Regions from separate parts of the Mus musculus genome. Here region 2 is linked to region 1. The links are chromatin contacts, called in public promoter capture Hi-C maps. All regions are on one chromosome and are shown on one strand. Each heading gives the region's core, a stretch centred on a gene start, on an enhancer-like site or on the middle of the called end of the contact. The rest is flanking DNA. Distances are from core to core; before and after follow the strand shown. Region 1 overlaps Ncor2 (nuclear receptor co-repressor 2). Region 2 overlaps Gm32585 (a long non-coding RNA gene).

What was found. Capture Hi-C pulls out chosen DNA fragments and counts their contacts.
Region 2: a contact with region 1 is called in a promoter capture Hi-C map of adipose tissue. The contact joins two enhancer-like sites. A contact is called at or near these places in 12 of 484 Hi-C or Micro-C datasets (B cells, the C2C12 cell line, CD4 T cells and 7 more), 10 of 115 datasets of contacts at active chromatin or transcription factors (bone marrow-derived macrophages, double positive thymocytes, embryonic basal ganglia and 6 more) and 4 of 9 other capture datasets (adipose tissue, embryonic stem cells, liver and 1 more).

The regions. Positions count from the first base shown.
Region 1 is chr5:125,019,657-125,022,771 of GRCm38.p6, reverse strand. Ncor2 (nuclear receptor co-repressor 2) reads left to right here. Exons shown (of 47, transcript NM_011424.3): 45 at 2,726-2,953. Among named protein-coding and RNA genes, the nearest start is that of Rflna, 18 kb to the right of the region's middle. Within about 2 kb of position 1,326, at least 44 of the 459 cell types and tissues checked have an H3K27ac peak or open chromatin away from gene starts, as enhancers often do. A contact at or near this core is called in the C2C12 cell line, the HL-1 cell line and adipose tissue, where this site is marked.
Region 2 is chr5:125,244,034-125,246,956 of GRCm38.p6, reverse strand. All of the region lies in intron 2 of Gm32585 (a long non-coding RNA gene), which reads left to right. Among named protein-coding and RNA genes, the nearest start is that of Gm32585, 6.9 kb to the left of the region's middle. Within about 2 kb of position 1,591, at least 227 of the 459 cell types and tissues checked have an H3K27ac peak or open chromatin away from gene starts, as enhancers often do. A contact at or near this core is called in the C2C12 cell line, the HL-1 cell line and adipose tissue, where this site is marked.

The DNA.
Region 1 (3,115 bases), core at 77-2,576:
ACACAGATGGGCAGCCTCCACTGCCTAGGGTCCTCCCTACATGAGGAGTGCCCAAGGTTTGAGGTCAGGGTCCCTCAAGTGGGTGTTAGGTACACCCCGGAAACACTTGGCCAGTTGCTGGGGCTTGGGGCTGGGGCACGTCACCAAGTGTGGACCTGAGGGATTGGCCTTGGGGTACAGAGATTCAGGGTGCCGCAGGCATCTTTCACACTAAAGTCTCTGGCCATTTTCTAAATCAGATGCAGGCAGTAATGTGAGGGAAAAGTGTCAAACTCACGTGCAGTTTGTGGCAGAAGTCTCAGGCTTTCAGTATGGTGCTTGGGGCTTAGAGCATCCGCTTCCCGTGCTTATTATCACGTTGCCCCCTGGGAAAGAAGCTTGTCGTGGGAACAAATGGGCTCGGTGACTGTGTCACAGGGGAAGCTGTGGGGACTTAATCCAGGCCAGAGGAACAGGCAAGGGTCCCTACTTCCTTATTTGTGTGGAGCCTTGGGCCTAGGGAATAAGGTGGCCAGATTAACCCTTGGGGACATTTCCAGAAGACCACAGGACCTGTAAAGGGGATGGGGTAGGATCCTGGCAGGGACAGCCTGGGGCCTTTGCTGAGCCTCAAGCAGAAGGAAACTGACCGAGACAGGAATGTGGTTGGAGATGCGTGTTTCTAGAGTGTGCTAAATCTTGACATAGGTTCTAGACACCTGGGTGTATATGCATATAGATAGGGTAATACAGTGATTTGTGCTAAAACCTAACTTAGTTGTCTCTCTCACACACACACACAGACATCCTCAAACATCGCCCCTTAAATGTTAGTTCTCAAAGACATGTTTCCAGGCCTAGCCAGTGACGTTCAACACCACACCAAAGGTAGATGAGAGAAAAGTTATGGCTGTGCCCAGTGCCATCAGGTCACAAGCTCAACACCACGGAGACAAGGCCCAGGAGCCGTGCTCCATCAGGAAACTCCCCTCTGTCCCCCTTTTCTGTGTTACCTCCTCTCTCTCCCTCTTTATTCTGGATGTAGAGGAGTGGTGGGGTGGGGCTTGTTTATTTAAGGTTGAATTGTGTGTGTGTGTGTGTGTGTGTGTGTGTGTGCGTGCGTGCGTGCGTGCGTGCGCGTGCATTCACCCCTGTTGGAAGTTCAGCTTTTTCTTGGTAACCTTTGCTTAGCACTGTGGGCACATGACCAACATGACCAGCCCTGGCCCGAGCTTGCCTGAAACCCAAGCCGAGGCTGCCAGCAGTCACCCAGTGACTGTCCCTTCCATCCTCAGAAGCCTGGCTAGTTTACAAACCAGAGGCTTGCCAGCCAGCATGTTTGGCCATGTGGCTTTCACAAGGCTCAGGCAGCCTGGAGGTTCACAGGGCATCAGAGACTGGCCAGTGGCATGGGCTAGGAATCCTGCTGATGACGTCGTCATTGTTTGTGGTTTTGTTGGTGGTGGTGATTTGGGTTTTTTTGGTTTTTTGTTTTGTTTCATTTGTTTGGTTTGGAGGGTGGTTGACTCGATTGAGCTTGCCACTGTTTTGTTCTTTTTTCCATCTGGATTTGGAGCAGTTTGTTGATACTTGGGATTGAAGCACTCAACCCAGCAAGTGTCCCGTCCTGTAGTGAGCAACAACACAGCCCTCTTCTCTGAGGGCAGGTCTCCTCGGCAGCCCAGGCTAGCATGGACTGCACTGAACTCCCTCTGTAGACTAAGCTAGCCTCAGAAATAGCTGGGGTTCCAGGCCTACTAATCAGGCTCCAACCCTCAGGAGGCTCCGGAAGCATCCAGTGAGAAGGGGATGCCTGCCTGCCCCAGCATTTACCAGAAGTCCCAGAGCACAATTCGGGGGGGGGGGGAAGGAGGGAGGGAAAGGGAGGAGGAGGGAGGGAGAGAGAGAGAGAGAGAGAGAGAGAGAGAGAGAGAGAGAGAGAGAGAGAGAACCAGAGAGGCTTTGCAGAGGCTCAGTGGAGTCTGCAAACATCTTCTAAGGCCACTTTGTTGATTTGACCACTCTGTCCTTGTCATGGGGCCGGGCCAGCCAGGGCTGGAGTGACCCTTCACCTGTCCAGTGCTGTCCTGTCCTTGCACGCACATAACTGCATGGCTGTGACCCCCACCCCACCCCACCCCTTGTGCCCAGCTCTCTACCTTTCTCTGGCTCCTGTGGGGGAGACATGGGGCAGGGGAGGCAAGCCTAGTTCAGGGGGATCAGGCAGGCTGAGGTCCCTAACCCCTTGAGGAAAAGGGGACAGCAGGGGGGTCCTATCTTTGGTCACCTTCCTCCTCCACATCCCTTCCTAGAATCTACCCACCAGAAGACCCCAGCTGGACTTCTGTCCCCTGTCCCAGCACCTAGCTCCAGCTTGACTCAATACCACAGCCTTCTTCCCTTGCCCGCCCCTTGGGCCATCCACGTGGAGTCAAAATTTTAAAAATAGCCTCAGTTGGGATTGGAGTATAGAATAGGAATAGAGCTGGGGACCCTCTAGCCACCCCAGAGCCCCTCCCTGGAACAGCCATGAGCTGCAGGGACAGTCAGGAACCCCATCAGCACCCAACAGAAAGGCGGGCTGGAGGGATGAACGATGCTCGGCAGATGTGTGCTCACTGTGTCTCTCTCTCTCTCCCTCTCTCTCTCTCTCTCTCTCCTCCCTCCTCCCTCCTCATTCTATCTCTCGTAACCCTCTGGCTCCCCGGCCCCCGCCCCCCTGTGTGTCTGTCTGTCTCTCTCCCAGGCCTTATGACCTGTAGAAGCCAGGCGGTGCAAGAACACGCCAGCACCAACATGGGGCTAGAGGCCATTATTAGAAAGGCACTCATGGGTAAATATGATCAGTGGGAAGAGCCCCCGCCGCTCGGCGCCAATGCTTTTAACCCTCTGAATGCCAGCGCCAGTCTGCCCGCTGCTGCTATGCCCATAACCACTGCTGACGGACGGAGTGACCACGCACTCACCTCGCCAGGTCTGCAGGCCTGCCCCCTGCCCGCCCGCCCGCCCACCCGGCTGTGTCCCTCCTTATCCCGGTGTCGTTAATCCTCTCACCTTCCCCCCCTCAAGCTTGGGAGCCTGTGACCTTATTTTTGTGCGTTTGACATCTAGTTTGCTAATCTAAAGCTGGTCTGAC
Region 2 (2,923 bases), core at 342-2,841, 220 kb before region 1:
TGTCTCTCCCCCACCCCCACCCCTAACTCCAGTCTTGCGTCATAGCTCAGACTAGCCTCAAACCTACAACCTTCCTGCCTTCGCCTCCCAAGTGCTGGGATTATAGGCATGACTCACCACACCCAACCATACCCATTCTTTTCTTTTCTTTTCTTTTCTTTTCTTTTCTTTTCTTTTCTTTTCTTTTCTTTTCTTTTCTCTTCTCTTCTCTTTTCTCTCTCTCTTTCTTTCTTTCTTTCTTTCTTTCTTTCTTTCTTTCTTTCTTTCTTTCTTTCTTTCTTTTTTTTTGAGACAGGGTTTCTCTGTATAGCCCTGACTGTCCTGGAACTCACTCTGTAGATCAGGCTGGCCTTGAACTCAGAAATTCGCCTGCCTCTGCCTCCCGAGTGCTGGGATTAAAGGCGTGTGCCACCACACCCGGCCACCATACCCATTCTTAAAATGGTACACCACCCTGTTCTGAGCATCAGAAGGGAGTGGTTCATCTCAGCATCTTTAGTAATTGTTATCCTTACCTACTGTGGGATAAAGAAAGAAACCCAGAGAGGCCAGGTACTTTGCTCAGGGACCTGCAACAATGACATCTTCCTCATGTCCTCAAGAAAACCTTCACTTGCTGACCGTGGTGGCACACACCTTTAAGCCCAGGATTCAGGAAGCAGAGATAGGAGATAGAACTCAGAGTTCCAAGCCTGGTGTGCAGAGCAAGTTCCAAGTCAGCCAGGGCTACATGTTTCAAAATAAAACAGAAACAACCTTCATCTCTCCTTTTACTCTAAATCTGGGACACACACACACACACACACACACACACACACACACACCACATGAACACAAGCCAGTATGCGCGCGCCCTGAGTGCACCACCCTGCTTGCACACAGAATGGTAATTTGGGGCAGGAGGGGCCTAGGGGCCTCTCTTATTCCCTCTTAGGGACTGAGATCACTGTGGCTTCCTGTCCCGTGTCGTGATTCATGGCGCGTCTAAGGTGCCCGCCACAGCGTGAGCTCATCCAAATCCCGTCTATTGTCTGAGCCGCTCCAGGAGACACATCTGAGGCTGGGGATCACAGTGGCTCATTTATGACGCCAGCCTCCCCACGGCGTAAGGCAGAGGCAGAGCTGCTGAGCTCAGAGAAAGATCGGGTTGGCTCGCCTAATCCCCAGAGGAGCCAGAGCGCCCGAGGCGAGCCGAGATGAGCAAAGGTTCTGGATTCTCCAGGCAGACAGCGCATCCTGTTTCCTGCAGCGGGGGTCCCAGGAGGGAACTCAACGCTGCCGCCATGGAGTGGCAGATGGCTCACGGCATCTTGAACTTACCGCTGCTGGAGATGGGCCTCAGGCCCCCTTCTTGGCATTTCACATCTCTGCCAAGCTGAACCATCTGTCTATGCCGGACTAAGGACTCAGGGTCACCCCTGGCTGCTTCTCCCTCCACCCCCCCCCCACCCCCGCCCCCAGCCTGTTCTGCAACCATTTCATTAGCGAGGATCACAGTTCCTGGTTCCAGCCACCTTTGTTGCCTGGACCCTGTGCACTAATCCAGTCCTCTGGGTTTCCAGTGGCCACGCCTTCCCCTACCAGCTTCATCTCTTAAGCAGCAGCAGTCTGTTAAATCTGTTACAGCCCAAAGCATCTACTCTCCTCCTGTGACTCCCACCTTCCTTAGAGCGAAGATCCCGGTTGCCCTCCCCTCATGCCAGTGGCGCCCTTCCTCTCACGCCAGTGATACACTCCCCCCCCCCCCACACACACACACGGGTGACCCCTTTTGCCCTTCACATCTGCCTTCCTGATGGCTTCCACTGGTTTTTGGAGGCAGCCCTGCCTCGGGACCTCTGCCTAGGCTGCTCCACACCCTGAGCTGCTCCTGGCTGGTGCTCACTTCTTTGCAAGTGCAGGCAAAATCAGATCTGCTGCTGCTGGCAGCTGGAGGTCCCTCGGCGCCCCCCCCCCCCCCAGCCTCCCACTCTGCATTTTTCCAGGCTGGCTCAGGATTGTGGCCTGTCACCAGCTCAGAACTAACACACAGCAGGGTCTCTCTGACTGTCTACCAAATGTGGGCACTTACATCCACAGTGGGCCAGGCACCGGGAGAGACTCAGATCCGAGCAGACAGCAGATACAAAGTACAATTGAGCAGTGGGGTCAGGAAGGCGGCTGGCCCCCTGGTGTGACCTTCTATGTGGCCAAGAAGGATCCAGGAAGTGGAACCTGAATGCAGTGTGCCTCCTAGCTGGCTCCAAATCGGCTCCCCAGCCAGGGCTAGGCGCTTCGAGATGCTCAGTCCGTTTCAGAACTTACCTGAGCCTCAGATCACACAGGACTGTCATATTTTGCTCTGAGGATAGTGATGAGGCCAGGCTGGGAGTAGAGCCTGTTCTCATGTCTTTCCCTGGGAGGAAGAGAAGACCCACTTGTCTTCTATTCCCCTGTGAGGCCTCTGTGCCCAGGGCCGGTAGCTGATATGACTGAGTTGAGGCTCATCCTGAGACCCCTGGCCTTCCTGCTTCCTAGCCTTCTGTCTCTATGAGCAAGTCTCTGACCACAGGACCTTTGCACCTGATGGACTTAATCTGTAGTCTTCTTCCTTTCTCCTCTCCCCCCACCACCCGCACACATACCCCCCCCACCCCTGCTGCCACACATATTGGGTCCCTTAGGAGCCTCCCTCTCCCTCGGCTTGGCTGGCTCCCTGCTGCAGGTCCCCAATGCTCTGAAAAAAGAAAATCTATTTAAGACACGAAGAAACGGGGGAGAGAAGGGAGTTGTGCCACAAGCTGTGACACACAGAGACTCAGCTAAGAAGCAGCCAGCCCCCCAGATGGCAAGAGGCCCCGTGGGAGGCAGCTGCAGCTGTCACATGCAGATGGGAGGCGGGACACTGGGTGCCAGGGCTGAGGGAGGGGTGGATCAGGGACTC